Linked DNA regions of Mus musculus: region 2 is linked to region 1. The links are chromatin contacts, called in public Hi-C maps. All regions are on one chromosome and are shown on one strand. Each heading gives the region's core, a stretch centred on a gene start, on an enhancer-like site or on the middle of the called end of the contact. The rest is flanking DNA. Distances are from core to core; before and after follow the strand shown.

The links. A called contact is a pair of places that touch in the nucleus more often than the background predicts.
Region 2: a contact with region 1 is called in a Hi-C map of CD4 T cells, with 1.8 times the contacts expected there. The contact joins two enhancer-like sites. A contact is called at or near these places in 6 of 484 Hi-C or Micro-C datasets (CD4 T cells, the HPC-7 cell line, dorsal root ganglion neurons and 2 more), 5 of 115 datasets of contacts at active chromatin or transcription factors (CD8 T cells, T-cell acute lymphoblastic leukemia, embryonic stem cells and 2 more) and 2 of 9 other capture datasets (adipose tissue and liver).

Annotation. Positions count from the first base shown.
Region 1 is chr5:107,146,078-107,150,608 of GRCm38.p6, reverse strand. Tgfbr3 (transforming growth factor, beta receptor III) reads left to right here. Exons shown (of 17, transcript NM_011578.4): 6 at 651-819; 7 at 2,436-2,583. Among named protein-coding and RNA genes, the nearest start is that of Gm42146, 54 kb to the right of the region's middle. Within about 2 kb of position 2,273, at least 54 of the 459 cell types and tissues checked have an H3K27ac peak or open chromatin away from gene starts, as enhancers often do.
Region 2 is chr5:107,263,255-107,267,785 of GRCm38.p6, reverse strand. Tgfbr3 (transforming growth factor, beta receptor III) reads left to right here. Exons shown (of 17, transcript NM_011578.4): 2 at 1,436-1,592. The coding sequence starts at 1,526. Among named protein-coding and RNA genes, the nearest start is that of Tgfbr3, 24 kb to the left of the region's middle. Within about 2 kb of position 2,670, at least 34 of the 459 cell types and tissues checked have an H3K27ac peak or open chromatin away from gene starts, as enhancers often do.

The DNA of each region.
Region 1 (4,531 bases), core at 1,024-3,523:
GTTTTGTTTTTTGAGATAAGGTCTGTAGTCCAGGCTGCCCTCAGACTTGCTATGTAGCTAAGGATGCTTGTAAATTTCTAATTTTCCTCGCTTCCACCTCCTGAGTGCTGAGATTACAGGTGTACGCTGCAGAACCTTTTACACGATACTGAATATGGACCCCAGGGCATATTGCACGCTAGGCAAACATGTTACCAACGGATCTACACTCCCCAGCTCAGGGCTGGGAGTCTTGGGCTTGGCTGACATTAACTACAGAGCCTCAGAAAGGAAAGATGTCCGTGTCCCACATGATCCCCTGAATCAGATTCTGAGGGACAGAGTCCTAAGAGGTGGTTCTGTCCTGGATCAAAGACAGAGGACCACTCTAGTGAAAAAGAGTAGGACACAGCAGGGGTCAGAGGAGATGAACAGGGGCAAGAAAGGAGTGGGTGTAGGCAAAGAAGAAGCCACTAGCACTGGCCAGCAGAAGGCCCCTGGTAGCCAAGGTAGAAGGCATGGCTGAGCAGTAGCCGAGGCCACAGATGAGGACCCTTTGGGCTCGTGGCTTCTGGTTCAGACTTAGCCTCGGTCACACTACCACCTCTTTCCTTCCCTCCTGGTCCCATAAACTCCCCGATTTGACCCCAGTGCCCTGTCTTTACTTTCAGATCAAGTGTTCCCTCCCACGTGTAACATAGGGAAAAATTTTCTCTCGCTCAATTACCTTGCGGAGTACCTTCAACCCAAAGCCGCCGAAGGTTGTGTCCTGGCCAGTCAGCCCCACGAGAAGGAAGTGCATATCATTGAGTTAATCTCCCCCAACTCCAATCCTTACAGGTGAGCACGCCTGTGCACTCAAGTGCACCCATGTCTGCATGTATGTACATGTGTGTGTGCGTATGTGTGTGTTATAACCTGAGAAGAGATGAAAGTAAAGATCTGTTCTCCCCTGATATGAGGGTGAGAGCGGGGAGCAGCTCACTTTATTTGGAGAGAGGGAAGCAGCCATGCTTCAGGCAGGCGTGGATCACAGAAGAGGAGGACGGCACTCAGCATGGTGACGTGGTTTGCATTATCACCTGGTTGTAAAGATATATATGCCAGAGAGTTCTTGAAGCCCCTTCTTAACTTCTGGGTTTAATTTTTAAGATAATGGTTCTCCTTTGCTATCTCCTTTGACGGACATCATCACTGTTGAAACAGTGATGTAATTAGAGTTACAGAGTAGCCTTATTATCTACCACAGTTACCATTTTAATATGCCTCTTTTGATTCGGTTATATGTATAATATCCTCAGAGTACGTATGCACCGTGTGTCTGTGTGTCTGTGTGTCTATGTGTCTGTGTGTGTCTGTGTCTATGTCTATGTGCGTGTGTACTGCATCTTCATGGTATGAATCAAGGATCCATTAAATAGATATCACAATCTGACACTTGTGGAAGTTTGATTCTCCCTATGAAAATAATTAGATTTTGTTGTTGTTTTTAAGGAGGGGAAAAATAATAATTTTCTACCCTGACCTGTATTTCATATGGGCCAGTGACTCAAACTTTACCAGTTTTTCTGTAGAGAGATTTTTGAAATGAGACGTGTAATAGAGTTTTCATTTCAAAATTGAATAGACCACAGATCGTTTGGGTGAGAATCTGTTCCATGCCATGTACAGAACTCTGTGGAGGGACCTGGAGAGTGCGCAGACCTTCAGCCAGGCTTTCTGATCATTGTGTCTCACACTTGAAACCACGACAGACCCTTCCCTCAAATTCGGAACGTTTAGTAAAGCGTTCATTTAGTAAAAACCATTTTCTCTCATGCTCAGTTCTTAGAAGTTTGTATTGTGCTCATCAATTTTGTATCAATTGCTTGCTTGACCACTAATTTAAATAACTTTATATACAGAAGCTTGGGAAAGTAAGTGCAGATATGATTATTTAACTGTTACTGATGCCGTAATCAAAACTTACGTAAGTCAAGAGGCCTTTGGCCTTTTATTTATTCTGACATTTCCTGGAGCATGTGCTAGCATGCCTCCTACCCCTTCCCTCCTCCAGCCTCAGCCACCCACATCAGGCTTTGAAGGGCTTCAGCATATAGGGACTTAGAAGTTCCACAACAAAGGGCGAAGGCACAGAACCTTGAACACAGACAATTCTGCTTCAGAAGGAAACTCCCTTGGTGTTCAAATCCCTTTAACTGAGGAAGCATTGAGGAGCCTTCCTCCCTCCCCCTCTCTAGAGGAGAAACACAGCTAATTAGCATCAGGCCTGCGATCCTATTGTTATGTAAACCCGTTTTGTTCAGCGTGCAACAGCAATCTGTTTTGCACATGTCATTTGCCTGGGATCCACGCCAGCATTTTAATCAACTGGCCAGACACTGGAAACACGAGGCTTGGAGCAGTGGCAGCCTTCTGGCTCCGGTCTTGACTTTGCCTTTGGTTTTCACACACAGCACCTTCCAGGTGGATATAATAATTGACATACGACCTGCTCGAGAGGATCCTGAGGTGGTCAAAAACCTCGTCCTGATCTTGAAGTGCAAAAAATCTGTCAACTGGGTGATCAAGTCTTTTGACGTCAAGGGAAACTTGAAAGTTATTGTAAGTTGGTTGCTCATTTCTTGGTCTTGTTAAACAGCAATAACTTAAACTGTGGTTGTGTGTGTTATTTTTGCAAAGGTTCTGCCTCTTTGAACTTTCTAAGCTCTCTGTTAGTTTTCACTCTGCAGCCTATACTTGGTTTCTTCTGCTGGACAGTCAATGTCATGGCTAAAACATGGCCCTAGGGAACATTGTGGACTTGGGTTTGAGTCTTGGCTCTATTACTTAAAAATTATGGCCTTGGACAAGTTCTTAAAGCTCTCTGAACTCCAGTTACCTCATTATGAAAGTTCTGACATGAGTTAGTGTACTTTCTAGTCTTAGTAAACATGAAGCAATGAACATTTTCATGTCTGCATATTCTTTAGGGGGTCAGTGTCACAGTCTGGAACCAGGTGCATAGGGAGGAAGGAAAACCAAGCTGACCCCAGCCCATGCTGTAGACTTCCCTGTTGAGATAAATATGTGATGTTGGGTGAATCTGGCTTGCATCCAACTTCCAGGAGTAATACTCTGACAGAAAAGTAACTCTGGGCTCTGTGTGTATATGGAGGGGGTGGGGAGTGAGGGTGGCATGGGATGGGATGGGATGGGATGGGATGGGATGGGATGGGATGGGATGGGGGTTGGTACTCACTCAGTAAATGACTTTATCCTGCAAGCTGTAATCCCAGGGCTGGAGTGTGGAAGACAAAAGAACCCTGTGAGCTCAGTTGCTGTCCATTCAGCCTAGCTGGCTTGGTGAGCTCCTGGTTCAGTGAGAGAAGCAGATAAAGATTCAAGAAAACACCTGATGTTGACTTCCCACCTCCACAAACACATATGTGCACCCTGCTCACACACATGTATATGCACTACACATGATCCTTTCATGGTAACCAGCTTACCTCTAACATAGCTTCCCAAAGCTTCTGTGAGGGGCCTTGCAGGCTGACAGGCTAAGGCAAAGGTTCATGTTGAAAAGTTGATGAAAGTTTGGTAAAACCAAGCTCATCTCAGATATAATTAGGGGGAAAAAACAACCCGATTTGGCATAATATTGGAGCAAAGTGTGGTGTGTGTGTGTGTGTGTGTGTGTGAGAGAGAGAGAGAGAGAGAGAGAGAGAGATCTCCTTGGCATCTCTTTTGTAAGAGTCAAATTTTTAATGTGTGTTAATTGACCATCTTTGTTAACAGCTAAAATGGATTGTAGATGTTTGGAATTTAGGAGAGTCGAGTTGTGTTGGTTCAGCATTCCTCTGCCCACTGCACCTTCCATGTGATCTCTGTCCTTTTGCTCACAGCACCTTCCATGTGATCAGCAGTGAGCAAAACCAACAGTTCCCTACAAGTCCAGTCACTTAGGTGAGCTCCCAGAGGAGCAGACAAAGCCAGGAGCACATCTTAATTTAAAATGCTTTTTCCTTGTTCCTAGGGATTTTTATATTATTATTATTATTAATTTACTTCGACTTTGAAACAGTCCAAATAATCCATCAAATGTAGTAGTGATGCATGAGGCTGGTACTGAGTGCAAAGCCTTGCCGTGATTTTCCAAGGTCACAGATATTTTGATTGCCTTCCCTTGGCATGGCGTAAGGGGTGGTGGCGACCTGGAGTGTCTGCTGCCTTTGCTGCCTGGCACGCCGGCCAACTGTTTTTAGTTTCAGAATAACAAAAACAGGAAAGGGAATCATGCCTTGAAAGGCAGAAAACATGCGGTGCACTTTAACTCCCTGCTGGAGTTTGTATGTACTTAGCTCTGACTGGCGGCTCTGCTGTCCCTGCATGCACGTGCCTGGACCACAGTGGTCCTGGGCTTTGCTTGAATGTCCCTGTCTGTCAGAGGAATCAGAGAGACTAAGAAAGACGAGGAATAAGATCGGCCATCATCCCAAACAAGATCTGTTTATATTCCTCTCTCTGGCTGCACTCCTGTTCCAGGCCAGTCCTGGACAATACATGACAA
Region 2 (4,531 bases), core at 1,421-3,920, 120 kb before region 1:
TTTTCTAACTTGTCAGCATTGCTGGTAACTTTGTTCTCCCTTGACCTTGACTTCTTTCTCCCTGTGGCAATACACAAAACTTGTTGGGCAGGAGCTAAGAATTACATGAATGACCGACCACACTCCGATCTTTTCAGTTATCAGCAAGAAGACCTCAAAGAGAATGGGGTAGTGATCAAAATAGCTGATATTTTTTGATTGATAGCGTATTATATGTGTGGCACCTTATAAACCTGGGTGCGCGCTCTCTCTCTCTCTCTCTCTCTGTGCCTCTCTCTGTCTCTGTCTCTCTTTCTCCCTCTGCATCTCTGTCTCTCTCTCTCACACATACATATATATATTTCAACTGTCTCAAACAAAGCAACAACCTCCCCTCCCCCGATACACATATCAGTCACAAATCTCAGCTAGATGACGGCCACACCTTTAATTCCAGAACTCAGGGGTCAGAGGCAGGTGGATCTCTGTGAGTTTGTGGCCAGCCTGTTCTACAGAGTGAGTACAGACCTACCAGGACTACAGTGAGACCTTGCCTCAAACAAACCACACTCACACACAGACCCAGACACACACAGATCCAGACACACAGAGACCCACTACACACACACACACACACACACACACACGTAAAGCAACAGCAATACAACCTTGACAGAGCTCTAGACAGGAACCAGAAATGGTTAGAAAGAGGCTTCTGGATCACATGGCCCAGGACTGAGTTTTTCTGCAATGTGGCAGAGAGGCAGCAAAGCCCTTTCTCCTTTTTAATATTGGTGAAGAGGTGAAGAGTTGAAATATGAGTTTTGTTCTTTCTGTTCTTTTTTTGTTTTTTGTTGTTTTTTGTTTGTTTGTTTGTTTTTTGTTTTTTTCTCTCTGCAGATTGACTCTCAGTGCAATTGAAGTTGATCTTAGTGGTAACCTCGCCATGGTGAGGCTCAGTCTCTAAGAACTATTTCTGCTTGCTGGCTCTTGGAACTGCATGTCCAGTGTCCCTGACTGTGTACATTGTTACTGCTGATATGACAGGTGTCTGCCTGGCGTGTCTGTCACGGTCCTAAAAACTCCACACAGAACCAAAGATCTACTTGAGTGTGTTGGTACATTCCTGTGATGCTAGCCATTCAGGGAGGTTGAAACAGGAGGGACTTGAACCCAAGAATGTTGGGCTAGCCTGGGAAACATAGTGAGACCCTGCCTCATGTTTAGTATGTGAAGTATAAGCATGTCACTTTTAAAACTACTCTCTGTAAGAGTCTTTGTTAACAGTCACTGTCCACCCCAATTTGCCTGAGGGCTGCCCCGGTCTTTTTCAGGACAAATTGTTTCTCTTCGATACTTTTCAGAAATTCTCCATTTAACTTTTTACATATGACATGTGTGTTCACTAGCGAAATTTCAACACTGTTTTCTTACTGAAATTTGTTTATTTTTCTAGGCAAGTTGAACATTGCAGAGAAGGATCTTAAGGCTACACCCGACTTGCCACACTTGCCATCCAGCTGAAGAACCAAAGGCTGTTGGAGAGATGGCAGTGACATCCCACCACATGGTCCCTGTGTTTGTCCTGATGAGCGCCTGCCTGGCCACCGCAGGTAATGCACCTTCTCAATTGGGAGGCTCTTAACCTTCTCTTGAATTCCTATTTCCTTCTCCCCTCAGTCTCTTTGGCTAAAAATATTTAGTCCATATTATCTTATGTAAAATGTGAATATTTATGTTATTTAGGTAAATAAAATATTTGACTATCATACTGATACATAATATGTTTTCCTGTGTTGTAGTTTACTAAGCTGGGGCTAGACATTCTAATGTCATGACACGGGACCCAGCTAACCTCTGTTGAGGTAGGCAGATAACAAAGAGCCCCATTTGAATTTTGTTACAGGCATAGTTAAGAGCAAAATAAGAATTGTAAGGGTCTTTTTATTCTCTTAAAAGAATGTTTTTATAAAATAAATAGATCTTTTGATATAGAGGTAACATCCTTATCGTGAGATTTGGGGAAGGGAGGCGTCTAGTTTCAGCTGCTTCGGACATATTAATAAGCATTCTTTAAGACCCAGAGAGAGGGTCTGAGAAGTAGGCTGTCAGTGCCAGCTTCAGCACTGAAGGAGAGAGAGAGAGCGAGAGAGAGAGAGAGAGAGAGAGAGAGAGTGAGAGAGAGAGATCGCTCGCGAGAGAGAGAGAGAGAGAGAGAGAGAGAGAGAGCGCGCTTATGTTTCCCAGAGGCTGTCAGAATGTAAGGGCAACGCTTTGGGGGAGTGTTAGGGGTATCATCATTTAACACATTTGGAAGGTTAATTCGCTCTATTTTATCATTGTGTGCACTTGTTCTGTAATGAGCTATATAAAAGCAATTCATTGTATCAGTTCTGGAAACGGGCAGTTCTCAACAAGGACAGCACCGACCTAAACGTGTACTCCAGCCAGCCTTTGGTATATATCGTATATAAACTCGAACAAAATAGTTCCATAAGCTCTGGTAATCAAAGCTCTGAGAGAAGTGTGCCATTTAGTAGGAGATAAAATGAGATATGGAGATACATAGTTCATTTACACGAAGTTGTGTAGCGGGTCCAGATTTTTACGTTTTGCATTTTGTGTGGTGGGTGGAAGATAACATCTGACCACGGAGGCTTCCGGAGGCAGACAGGGACTGTGCAGACAGACTGTGGGAAGGCCAGTTGGTAGAAAGATGTGTGAGACTGGAGATCAGAATGCTACCCCCAACCACTGTAGACATTTTGAAAGAAAGTTCTTAATGTTTTTTATTGATTCTTTTTTTCTTTCCTTCTTTCTGTTGTTGTTTTAAATGCCAGTATGTGAACTTGAACTGCCCGCTCTGTCTGTGTGGCTCTCTGTCAGCAGTTTCACTTTGTGTCACTGTTGAAGAATTGTTTGCCTTTCAGGGTATGCAATAAAATGGATCTTTTCTTTCTCTTTCTTTTCTTTATTTTTATTTTTTTGAGATAGGGTCCCTCTATGTTGCCTAGGCTATCCTGGAACACACAGAGACCCACCTACCTCTGCCTTCTGAGTAGAAGGATTCAAGATCTATGCCAGCGTGCTCAGCAAAAATGAGTCTTACTGTTAAAATGGATCAAGCGGTGGGCGAGAGGAGGCACACTTGCTGTGATAAGGTGTCGAACTGTGCCTGGGGTCTTGACACAGGGGTTCTGCTCTTACTGATGTCACGTCACGGAGAGCGGCTCCATGGGAAAGCTGTGAGCATGACGGCTTGTGTAGCCTTGATAGTTTTGACAGTGAATCACTCTTGCCAAACACCCTCCTTTCTCTTTCAGAACATAAGAGGGGGATGGGGGAGAAAGAAAAAGAAGAAATATATACACTTAGTCTCATATATATCCAAAGTTTTGCAAAAGTAGAAAATACAATAGAGCCACGGATTTTGTAGACTCACAGGGCACCTGGTAGGAAAGCAGAGGGGCGGGTGCCTCTTCTGTTTTTATGGGTTGTGAGTGTGTGTGTGTGTGTGTGTGTGTGTGTGCATGAGCATGCATGTATGAGCATGTATGTGTGTATGTAGGCCAGAGGACAATCCAGGTGTCTCTTTTCAGGCTCGGTGCCCTTTTGCTGAGACAGGTCTCTCAGTGGCCCAGAACTCACCAAGTAGGTAGATTGGCAATCCAAGTGAGCCCAGGGCACCCATCTGACTCTTTTTATTTTTATTTTTTTAAAGATTTATTTATTTATTTAATAAATATGAGTACACCACCAATGCTCTCTTCAGACACACCAGAAGAGGGCACCAGACCCCATTACAGACGTTTGTGAGCCACCACCATGTGGTTGCTGGGAATTGAACTCAGGACCTCTGGATGAGCAGTCAGTGCTCTTAACCACTGAGCCATCTCTCCAGCCCCCCCACCCCTGACCTGACTCTTACTTGACATTGGTGAGATTACAGCCGAGCCACACTCAGCTTTTAAAGTGTGGGTTCTGGGGACAGTCTGGGGATTGAACTCAGGTCATCATGCTTGCAAGACAAACATTTTACTGACTGGGTGCTAATCCGTAGGAAGGCTTTTTAAGTGTAGAAGTTCATTAGCTGGTGTCATTTTGTGCAACCCAGTAAGGGCGAATGAATGGAGGAGAAATAGTTCCTGCCTGTGCCGATGTATGCCAGCTTGCTTCTCTGTCCCTCAAGTTTGTCAGCGGCTAAGGATGACCTTGAACTGCTGATCTTTGTGCCTCTGGCTTTAGAGTGCTGAAATTATTGACGCGTGTCCTTATGGCCAATTTATATGATGCTGGGGACCTCCAACATGTTAGGCAAGCACTGACTGGGCCGCATACCAGCCCCTTTCAATAGTGTGTGACATAGACTCAGTTTACGTCCCAAAATGTTTCTTGGAGTATTCTGGCTGAGTTGAACTTCAAGAAGATCATAATAATGAAAACTTATAGAGTGATTACTGTATGCTAAGCCCCACCCTTCAATGCTTCTTTTTCTCTTTCTTTCTTTCTTTCTTTCTTTCTTTCTTTCTTTCTTTCTTTCTTTCTTTTTCTT